Linked DNA regions of Zea mays: region 1 is linked to region 2. A link is a contact called in public Hi-C data. All regions are on one chromosome and are shown on one strand. Each heading gives the region's core, a stretch centred on a gene start, on an enhancer-like site or on the middle of the called end of the contact. The rest is flanking DNA. Distances are from core to core; before and after follow the strand shown.

The links. Hi-C and Micro-C count contacts between places; a contact is called where the count stands out from the background.
Region 1: a contact with region 2 is called in a Hi-C map of ear, with 2.1 times the contacts expected there. The contact joins the promoter of LOC100217290 here to the enhancer-like site in region 2. A contact is called at or near these places in 2 of 25 Hi-C or Micro-C datasets (ear and endosperm).

Annotation. Positions count from the first base shown.
Region 1 is chr4:147,390,317-147,396,273 of Zm-B73-REFERENCE-NAM-5.0, reverse strand. LOC100217290 reads left to right here and starts at 1,537. Exons shown (of 7, transcript NM_001143640.1): 1 at 1,537-1,894; 2 at 2,853-3,030; 3 at 3,133-3,188; 4 at 3,992-4,089; 5 at 4,255-4,351; 6 at 4,432-4,517; 7 at 4,611-4,991. The coding sequence starts at 1,712. The coding sequence ends at 4,033. LOC100283524 (pleckstrin homology domain containing, family A) reads right to left here. Exons shown (of 8, transcript NM_001365195.1): 7 at 5,781-5,912; 8 at 5,249-5,685. The coding sequence ends at 5,650.
Region 2 is chr4:147,123,582-147,129,396 of Zm-B73-REFERENCE-NAM-5.0, reverse strand. No RefSeq gene overlaps it. Among protein-coding and RNA genes, the nearest start is that of LOC100281666, 81 kb to the right of the region's middle. Within about 2 kb of position 3,861, at least 17 of the 20 cell types and tissues checked have an H3K27ac peak or open chromatin away from gene starts, as enhancers often do. A contact at or near this core is called in ear and endosperm, where this site is marked.

The DNA.
Region 1 (5,957 bases), core at 288-2,787, 270 kb before region 2:
GCGCGCGCGAGGAGCTAGCTAGCGATGAAGGTGGTGGCAGCACAGCACACGTATTCTTTGTGTCGCAATCCATTAGGACAGAGCTGTTACTATGCCGAGGTCACATCACTTGTTCGGATGCAAATGCAAGTAGAGACGATGCACGAGGACGAGAAGCTAGCAGCAGCGCGCGGGAACTAAAATATTTTGCGAGCTACTAGAATCCGAGCCGGCTTTATGGGCGACAAATTAAAACAGTAGGCCGTCGTCGTCTTTGCGGCTAGGGCAACACGGATTCGCGCTAGCTAGCTAGCTAATTTTGCGTCTAGCTACGTGCCAATAGACAGGATCATATCCAGGTGGATCCATCGACCCATGCATGCATCGATCAGCGCTCTTCAATTTGTAAACCAAATCTATGTACGTAGGGGTGTTTTATTAATTATATATTGATATCGATCCCCCCGCGCGCAGGAGGAAACAACGTTGGTGTATACTCAAGTGCCTGCCAATTAATAATGTCTGGATTAAATGTTTGTCTCCATTATATAGTTATATATATATTTCCGAATTGAACGAAGTGGACGTTATACTTATTTATTTTTGTCCATCCCAGCAAGTGCATGTATCTTGGAAACAAAAGCTGCATGCATTGGTTTTTAGACAGGCAAGTATACTTCACTGTGACCAAGTTGCTGGATCAATACACACGTTATATATGACAACAGACAACTTGAGAAATATGTAGTGCCAATCATATGTGCACATATATATACATGGACCATCACTGTGGGGGATTGTATTCACGGGACGAAGGATCTTCTGCGGTGCCCCCGCCAGCGCCACTGTGGACGGCCGGCGTCTGGGAATTATTGCTGTCTTCCCGCAACTTGGTCCTATAGCGAAGCAATAATGTAATCTTTTGTTCGTCCAGATACATAGCATATGCTACCTGCAAGTGGTCAACTAAGCTATGAACCTATGATCGAGCAGTTTTCTTGTGACATCGTACAACTACTTCCTCTATATATGTTTTTTTTGGTGGGGGAGGGGGTCCATTGCGAATGAGCTAGCTAATGCATATACACATAAGATTTGGATCGGTGATCAGACATCGCAATTGCAGCTGTAACGACATTTACCGTGCTGCATGCGGTCATCTCGACATTTACACGATCTGTTAGCCTTACAGCTTGCAACGACTGCGTGCGCGCCATGGTTGACGAGTTGCGAATGAATGCACAGTGCACATAATAAGATCCTTTGTCTAGGAAAAAAAACCTTTCGCCTGGATTTGCACGGATCTTGCGTCCAGAAACGGCCTGCGACACTGCGCGGTTTCTCACAGGCCCAACGGGTGCGCAACTCACTTCTGCTTCGGCCCACGGACACGACGAATGGGCCAGCCCAGATGCCCGGTCCCCGCATCCCGCGAATCTCGGCCTTCTTCTTTCCCACGCACGACGCGCCAGACGCTTCCAGAGCTTTCCACACCATTCGCTCACGACCACGAGGCACGATCACACAGCACAAGCCTCACCCGGCGGAACACCTCTTCCGAGTTCCAACTCCCAACCGCAGCCTCAGCCTCAGCCTCACACGGTCGAAGCAGAACCCGTGAACACCTCAAACCTCACGGCTCACGCCACCGTCCTCCAGCCCCGTTCTCCGGCGATCCTGTCATTCCAGACGCGTCTCCGCCCCTCTCGGTCCACCACCCCGACGCCGCCACATGTCGACGCAGTCCATTTCGCCGGCCTCTGCGTCCGCGCAGTTCACCTACCCGGCGGCAGCGGCCCCGTCTTACTTCCCCGTGCCCTTCCACCTCCAGAACGCGCAATACACCGCATGGACCGCAGCCGCGCCGGCGGTGCCTGTGTACAACGCCATCTATCCCATGCCCCAAGTCCAGCAGGTATGCGCGAGCTGCACCTTACGATTAGAGTTTCGAGAGCTATGTTTTTGGTAATTCATTTGAGTGGCGAACGAAGTAAGGGTGATCCGTGATCGTGGATTAAACGATGGCCTAGCTATGGGGATGTCTCCACGGGTTGGGGAGAGGACAGCACCCTCTGCAGTTTTGTGTCCTTTTGATGTGGCCATTCTAAGTGAGGGCACGACTAATATACCGTACCAGGTGCAAGCACACAATCAGACATTTTGATCCGTTAGATCTAGATCCAACGGTATGTAGCACTTATACCCTTCCACCACCGCCTGGTATAGCTTTATAAAAAACCTAACAAACCACAATTGTAATACTCCTATCTTCTATCTTTTCCTCTTGGTTAGACACCTAGTACATAATAAGTACATGATAAAATCGTGTGATTAGTGATGGTCATGCCACTAAATATATTGACACTTTAGTTATATTATTATCCTACTTTTGATAGCGATTGATTCTGACAAAGATCCATCCCAATTCAGACATCTCATCTAGATGCAAAATGTTCGGTGGAAACTGAACAACTGATCCTAATTCAGATCCATGATGCCTTTACAAAACTATTTCTGCAAGATAACTTAGGTATGCAACAAGCAACCTGTGGGGTTAGTGCTAATTCTTTTCAAGAACCATTCACATCACATCTGAATGAAATGAGGGCTGCAGTATTGGTTTTACATACTGTCTCCACTCCAAGAGAAATAGCTATTGTCATGTGATATATTTTCCCTGCTGACACTTGACAAGTTAAAAGTGCAAGTTTTGATTCAATATAAGTGAATTATACCATTGCTTCATAAGATCTTACATGTTCTAAGTATCATTTTTTTATTCCTTTGTTTATGTTTATGCTGCAAGTATATTTGAAATATGGTTTATGCTGAAAATATTTAGTGACTTTATCTTCTATTGTTTCGTCTTCCAGGCCCAACAGTTGTTCCAAAAGGACTCGAAGATAATTACTCCTGAAGCTCTAGCTACTGTTAAGGCTGCTATTGCAAATAGTGAGAAAGACAAGAAGGTTGATGCAACAAAAAAGGCAGTGCCTCGAAAGGCAGCTGGGCAAAGTTGGGAGGACCCTACCTTGGCTGATTGGCCTGAAAGTAAGATATCTAATTCTCTATTATCTTTTTTCACAATGTTTTGCAAATGCTCCAATTCTGTGGGTATGGAGTCCTTAACATGGCAACGTTGTGGTATTTTAGCTCTTATTGCTCGTTGCCTTGCAGACAACAACCATGAGAAAATGTCAGTCTTACAGGCAAGGTCTAATGCTCTATCTATTATGCTTTGATCTGAAACAAATTGCTCTTTTTTCCCTTTCTCTAAAGGTGCTCAAGGATGTGATGAGCCCAACAGATTGCCACACGTGATTTAGGTGGGCTTGCAGATGATTACTGAACGTTTTCAAAGTACCTAATTCCTGTTTACCTGATTTGTCACATGTAGTTGAATATTGTTTCATGTACCTTTATTAATCTTGGGCATGCTTATGCTGTTGTATGAAATGCTATATTCTTCTTGTGATGTTTGATGCAAACGTATGTGTAGGGTTTGAATTTCTTTGTGCATTACAGGCACACACCCCAACTGCTATGTTCCCTCCATTACTTAGTTCGCCATAAGAATGGCGGCATACTTGTTCTGTCAATTGTTGGTTTGTTGGCTGTAGGAACGTTGTCTTGGCTGCTTTCTTCATTGCTCCTCCCCTCTTCAATGGTTGATTTAAGTTTGAATGATGTCCATCCACCTACCAATATTTATGTAATGTCCACAATTTCTAAGATGTGCCATATATGTCTTTTTCATAAAAAATCACTATTGTTAATTTTGCACCGTTTTGGTCAATGAATTTCTTTAAGTATTTAATAGTTATTCTATAATTGTTTTGCTAGCACTTACCTGCTCGGTGGCCACAACTTCAAGTTTTGAGTTGCACTACTAATTCATTTGTGCATTGATAATGTGATTCTACCTTGTAGTCTTCCTGATGACAATTCAGTTAGTTTCTTTAAGGATACTTCAAGTACCCTCATTCACAATTGCTTGATCTCTCGCCTACAGATGATTTCCGTTTGTTCTGCGGTGATCTTGGAAATGAAGTGAATGATGATGTTCTTGCAAAGGCATTCTCAAAATATCCATCCTTCAATATGGCCAGGGTGAGTTTGACATTTTCAAAATGCCAAGGGTAATTGACTTTTAGTGGAGACCAAACCCAAGCCTTGGCTCCACCCATGGCTACATTGTTCTTATTTTCTACTCTTCCTAACAGTTGTAATCTTCTTCTTTTTTCATTAAGCCAATGTTGATGTCTTCTGTACTAGGTTATACGGGACAAGTGGACTGGTAAAACTAAAGGATATGGTTTTGTTAGTTTTGCTGATGCGTCTGATCTTACTTCTGCCTTGAAAGATATGAATGGTATGAATGAATACTCGCCCCTTTGATGCATCCTTTGGCTACCAGTGGTACTGCAACTTACAGAACTACGAATCATGCAGGTAAATATGTAGGAAATCGGCCAATCAAATTACGGAAGAGCACATGGAAGAACAGGATAGACTTAGAAGCTTTGGAGAAGGGAAAGGTTAGTTCTTATGGTCATATCATGCATTCATGCGTTCCTTTTATACATATGAGTGCTCAGCTTGCTCATGTGCATTTTGCTAATTTTCTGCAGACCCAACCACAGAAGAAAATCAAACTGCAGAAAAGAAGTGTTCTTCACAAATGAATCTGAAAAATTCTGCTCGTTCATCGTCTGTCAGTATCGTTTGGGAAAGCTGTCTGAAGCATTAACAGTTTTACTTAACGTCAGATGTGTAGGACTGATGGTCACCAAGTTCCCGGTGACACTGTATACAATCGCAGACGCGATGCTATGTTGGTGATTGAACAGGTGTAGCCGAATAGTTGGATCCAATAACTTCACCTGTAGTGTAATGGTCCAATTTTATCATGGGAACTGTAGTTCTAAATACTCCAGTGACCAGTGCTATTGTGGTGAATTATTCTGTGATCTTTATTCATAAATATTCGTGGGTGTTGGCCTGTTTGAATCATAATGCTAATGGTAGCTAGCTAAGTGACAAGTGCTCGTATTCTGTGATTTTGTTCAGAAATTATGTATAATATATACCCCCTCCGTGGTTGCTCCAGGATTCACTAGTGATACTAATAGCTAATTGTTATTGGGCTATTTGGTGAACATGTCACTGGGAGGTTGGAATCAGTTAATGCATGTTACTTGCTAATAGTCAGCAGTCTCCCTGCTAAATTTGGTCTCTAAATACATATTGGCACCAATTAAATGATTATGTCATCTAGATGTTCTCGCTCAACTGTGTTGGAAGTGGGCAGCTGGCTGAGCCACAAAGTCAATATGGGTAGCCTACAAGTGACACGATGGTCCTGCTGCAATGGAACACCGAATTATGATTTCCTGCGGCATACTGGGTAGCATACAAGAGAATTACAGCACCAGAGTTCCACATAACCATAGGATTTGCTGTAACACAGGATCGAGAGTTCGGTAACTAAATTTGTTGAGTGGTGTCAATTCTCTGCGTAAGTAGCCATGGTCAATCATGCTGACAAATTATTACCATCTCCTAAAGTTTTTCAAGGGGGAGATGGCTACGGGAAACAGGTATACCCTCGGCAACACTTTGAGTTTCGTAAGACATGCTTATTTTGTTGTAATCAGCATGGAGATTGATCTATGAAGCCTTCAGATCATCAAGACCGACGCTCGCCTGCAAGAATTGGGAGAGACCATACCAGAAAGTTGTTGTTTAACAAGATACCCAAGTTGCAAAACAACTGAAGCTTAAATTGGGAGAGACCATACCAGAAAGTTGTGGTTTTCTTTGAGGAAAGGAGAGAAGGTCGTGCAAAATTTCTCAATATCTGCATTGATGTCACCGGTTCCACTAATGACCTCCATAAATTTCTCTCTATTAGGAGCAAGCTTCATTGCCACCTGCGATCACTCATATAAGTAAATCAACAAAATGAAAGCACAAAT
Region 2 (5,815 bases), core at 2,612-5,111:
TACTAGCCACTTGTCACAACTGACAGTGGCTGGTTTCTATGCAGCCAATTCATGCCTAGGATGACATCTAACCCTTGAGTACCCATTAGTACTAGGTTAGCGGGGAAGTCTATCCCCTTATTTCAATCCTTAGATTCAGACACATCTTATCAGACCGAACCTTTCCCCAACTGAATTAACTCTTAAAGGTGGAGTCATTGGTTCTACGGGGATGTTATGTGCTTCTACCCATGATGTAGAAACAAAAAAATGCGTGGCACCAGTATCAAATAATACTTTTGCTCGATAGGATTCAACTGGAAACATACCTACTGCCATGTCATGTGCATCCTAGATTGCTTCGGCCTCCACGTGGTTCACCTTTCCACGGTTGTAGGCCTGGCCACAGCCTCCTGGTGCTTGCTGCGGTGCTCCTTGTCTTGCTGAAGTGTTGAAAGCTGGCGACTGTTGAGTTGTCTTCTTTGGGCAATGATTCACCCAATAGCCTTTTTCCCCATAATGGAAACATGCACAACCTCCTCCTTGCGCTGGAGCTGTTTGGTTGTTATGGTTGGTTGCTGGGGCAGGATGGCGAGATGCCTGGTTGTTCTGACGCTGGTACCGATTTCCTCCTTGCTGGTTGCTCTTACGGTACTGCTGGTACTGCTGTTGAGGGAACTGCCTCTGATATTGCTGCTGGTGCTAACACTGATGTTGATGCTGGTGACTTTGCTTGAACTGTTGAGGTGGGTTGCCTGCGTAGCGGGGACGACTGCTACTCCTAGTCTGAGATCCACCAATCTTGCGTTTTCGGTCCTTCATCTCCCGACGCTTCCTTTCAGTCATTATTGCTCTGTCGATCAAATGCTGGAAGGTTTGGAAAGTGTGGTTCGTCAGCTGGTAGTGAAGGGGGTCAACCAAACCTCTCAGAAACGGTACTGCCTCTTAGCATCTGTGTTAACATCTTCGGGTGCATAGCGTGACAGCTGCAGGAACTTGTCCATGTACTCGCTGATAGACAGGGGGCCTTGCTTCAATGCTAGAAATTCCTCCTTCCTTACTATCATCAGTCCTTCAGGCACATGGTAACGATAGAAGTTGTCCCTGAACTCCTCACAGGTGATGGCTTTAGGGTCAGCATGGGTGGCGAGGTAAGAATCCCACTAGGACTGTGCTGCTCCCCTTAGCAGGCGGGGTCCATATAGAACCTTCTCATGATCGTTGCACTGAGCAGTGTGCAACTCACGCTCCACGGTACGCAGCAAATCTTTGGCGTCCATGCGGACAGCAGAATGGGCACAGACAGGGGGATGGCTCCTCATGAATTCCGCTCTCTTGTCTCTAGGCATTGGTGGCATCTGAACTTGCTTCTGGGGTTGAGGTGGGGGTTGCTACTGCTGCACCTGCTGCATTGCTGCTAAAGTTTGGCCAATCGCTTGGACTGCTTGAGTTTGCATCAGGAACATCTGCTCAATGGTCATCGGGGGTAGCGGTGGCAACTGCTGCTGAGCTGCCTCCTCCTGGGGTGCCTGCTGCTCCTGCAGTCTTTTAGCACAAGAAAATATATACGGAAATCTTCATAATACTGAACAATTGATCATTTTCACTGACTCTCAACACAGCCAACACAACTTCTCAGATAAAGAGAAAGTGGAAATAAATTGGTTGCTCAACTAAATAACTGACTTTATTAATAACTACACCAAGTTGCAGGGGATGCCCACACCTTAGTGACAATCATTACAAAGATCCAGCTTCATTACAAGTTCATCACGACAAGCATCAAAACATATGACCAGCAAACTAACCCTAACTAAGACTGAATAAGACTAAGGCACTGAATTAAGCATTATTACAAACTCTGACTATGTCGATCTATGGCTCCAAATCTATTTGGGTCCTGCAATCAGGGGTGCCATACTCAAAGCGACCACGGGGCGACGAGCGGTAAGGGTGTTGAATCCCGACACGAGCGGGAGAACCACCATCCTGATAGTGGCGCGCTGCGCGCTCAGCATGCAATTCCGCGACCTCCGCTCGAACCTTGCCCAACTCGTCAAGGGTGTGGTCCAGCTCAGTGTTGAGCACAACGACTAGGTTGACCATGTTGTTCAGCCTAGGATTGCCCTCACCAACGGGCGAGACATCACACCTCGAGCACTGTCGGTTGAACGGCGAGGGTAGTACATCAGGTCGAGGCTGTCAGCTACCCTGCTGAACAACAAGCAGTACTGCGAAAGCGCACGCCGTGTAGCATTTTGCATGGCTGCCTCGGCAATATCCCTCTTAGTGATAGAATAGTGCTCTGAGAAGGCCTCTGCACTCCGAAGATCATCGTCTGTGTAAGACCTAAAATTTGGTAGAAAAAATAATAAAATGAATAAATAATAATATTTATGATAGTGTTTCTAGAAGTTTTTTTTGGGAAATTATTAGGACCTTCACTCTTCATAATCAATTAAGAGTACTAAATTAGTTAAGTGACCAATAAATAGATAAAGCAAGATTGATATCTTGTTGATTTTGTGGTGAGGCATTTTATGGAAAACATAAACTTGACCTCCAATGTTAAATAAAAAACATGAAATAGAAAATGAGAAAGGAAATGTTTACGAAACCGTTCATCCCTCCCATAAATAAATAACAAGGGAAGAAGAATAAAATTTGTAAACAGTAGAATTTATATTTCCATTAGAACATTTGGAAACCTAAAAATTTAAACAGGAGCTTAAAATTTAAGTTTGAATACACGAGTTTGGAATTTGAAAAGAGAATAAAAAGGAAGAAAAGAAAAAGATAAAACCCATAACCGCTCTGGGCCAATCTCCTACCGGCCCACTTCATCCACGTCGCATAGGCCAACTACTCACTCGCTCCCGCTCACTGACATGTTGGGCCCGCACCGTCAGCCACGTCCTTCCCCGTCGCGCGCCAGCTTTGCTTCACTAAACGCTGCCTGCTGGGGCCAACTGCGCAGGAGCATCACCTACCTCTCCTCAACGGACTCACGGATGTCTCGGGTTGTTGCGACAACGCGCGCCGGCCACCCCCTGTGCTGGGCTCCGTCCTGGTGTATTTAACTGAGCCTCCCCCGTGCTCCCTGGTGGGTGGGCCCGGTTGCACAGGACTACCTTCTCCGCGTGGTTCGGCAGGCCGTTGTAATGGACCGCCGAAGACCTCCACCCCCACCTCGGCGAGTTCTTGGCCGGAGGATAAATACTGAGGCCATCGCCCCTATTCCTCCAAATCTGCAACCTCGCCAGCTATCAGAACGCCATTGCCTGGGGGATTGGAGCTTGTACAGAATCCGCTGTGAGTTGTTTTCCCGTTTACGCTAGTGCCAGAACTTCAATTGTGGTCGGGGGCTTCGTCGGGACATATAGATTGCGTGCGTGGTGCCGTTGTGGTCTAAAATCGACTGGAATCGTCGAGATTTCTCGCCGGTGTTGGCAGACAACGCCGACCCACCAGGCGTCGTGGCCAGCCTCCCCGAGGTCTCCCCCGCTGGTGAGAAACCCTTTTAGCCTTTTGATTTTACCTCTGCGTCGTGTAGAGACGGTAGAAATGGGGACTGGGGGCGGGATCACATGGACCTTATGCGCTAGTAATGGCGCCACCGCGGTGGCTGTGCCTGCGCCGGTCGGCCTATGCTCGGGAGGATGAAGAAAGGGTTGGAGCGTCGATCTGGAAACGGACGACTGTGGTGGGATGTTGAGGAGAGCTCACCATAGCCGTTGATTGGGCTAGGAACGACTGTGATTTGACAAGTGGGTACCCGTTTGGGGTATTAAATTTGCGACGTGAATCGACTATCGGACGGTGTGGAACATAGATGGGTTCGTGACCGTCGACCCGTAATCCTGTGGCCCACGTTTGCGTACTGGTTCGCGCGTGGATGAATCTAATATGCGCCATCGATATTGCATCCAACGGTGCAGATCCACCCATACCCCTTCGGTCGTTGTCTTTTGCTAAAGGGCCCCTGTCATTGTAGGTAATAAACCTGCGGTCCATGCAAGTTCAAAGACCTTAATAGATCAGTCCTGGAATTTACAGAGCGCATCCCGAGCTTTTAGAGATTAGTACCCGCAGTCCATAAATCTCAGAAATTTCTAAAAAGGGTATAGAAAATACTTTTAACATATAAATAATTCCTTAAAAACTTGGGAAATTTGTATCTCCTTTGTTTTAACTCCGATTTGATCCATTCCAGTTGCGTTAGCTTCATAAAAATATTTTCTACGCCGTAGCAACATCATATGTACCATACTCTATATATTTATAATTAGATAAATGTTCAATCTATACTCAGTAGATTAACTCTAATAATCTAGGTTAATCTCTCTATAATTATGATCTGATTAAAAGGAAATCCCTAATCAAGTTATAATTTAGATTAAAGTTGAGTTAGTTATTTATAGCATATTTGCTCATATGTTGTATAATAAAAAATTTATGATATTGGATAAATACTTAATCACATAAACCATATCCTTATAACCATAACCCCGATTTTAGTGCTTCTCGAACCCACGATCTCGTTACAACGTGTAGATTATTATTATGCAGTTTGTTCTTATGTTTGGTATGATGTTAATTTTACCTATACCATGTTTGTTTGTATTGCTACGATTAGTAGTGAGGTCCTGAGAATATAAAGATCATCCTGGTACCTGGGAATCTTGAGTCTCAGGCAAGTTGTCCCCTTGATCACTCCTTATTACCTAATAATGTTCGCTATTAATCGTTGTGACATGCTCAGGTTAATTTGATGGGACCTAATAGGTTTCCCTAGCATTGTTTATTCCCCACCTTGCAAACAGATGAATTATTGGGTAGATTTGCTATTGCTCTACCTGGTTTTGGGACTAATGTTTCATTATGACCATGTTCCAATTATGTTGTTGTTTAATTATTGTTCACGATAAGATCATATTGTTAATTGGAACATGGAGAACCACTCGGGAAAACAATGCTACCACAAGGGTGGTATGGGACGCCCTTGGCTGACTAATTAGCAAAGCTAGTGGATGACTACCTTACCCGAAAGGGACAAGGCCGTAGGGGAGTGGTCAGTGTAGGGAGGTCCTTGGGTTGATTTTGCTGCGATGGTTGTCAGGCGAGGGATCCCTGCATCAGAGCTTCCTAGAAAATGTAGTGGGTTTTCTGAAGCTAGTGGAACTTTGTAAAGGCCTCGTAGTGTTACCCTGCCTCACCTCCTTGGTAGAGGTGTATGAGATTCATGACCCCTTGGAAGATGGGTAACATGACTTGTGGGTAAAGATGCACAACCTCTACAGAGTGTAAAACTGGTATATCAGTCGTGCTCACGGTCATGAGCGGCTCAGACCCTCACATGAGTAATTTATGGAACTAAACTTAATTTGTCATATGCATTGCATTGTGGGTGTTGTAATCAATTTTGATCTACTACTTATTTGGGTTGGTATCTACTTATACTTAGTAATTGCTAATAAAATTTTGACCAACTTTAAAAGCAATGCTCAGCTTTAACCATCCTCTTTGGTAAGCCTTACACTTAACATGAGCTCCCACCTTTGGTGAGTTCATGCACATTATTCCTCACAACTTGTTGAGCGATGAACGTATGTGAGCTCACCCATGCTGTCTCGCACCCCCACAGGTCAAGAACAAGTACCACAAGATGAGGCGCATGGAGGATGTTGTGATGAGTTCGTGAGATGTCTAGGTCGTTGTCTCCCTGTCAACTTTGGGTTGCTGGATCGTTGTCTCCATATGATGTAATTAATTATTTATTGTGTACAGAACTCTTATTATATAGTAAAGATGTGACATTGGTTTCTGTATCATGAAT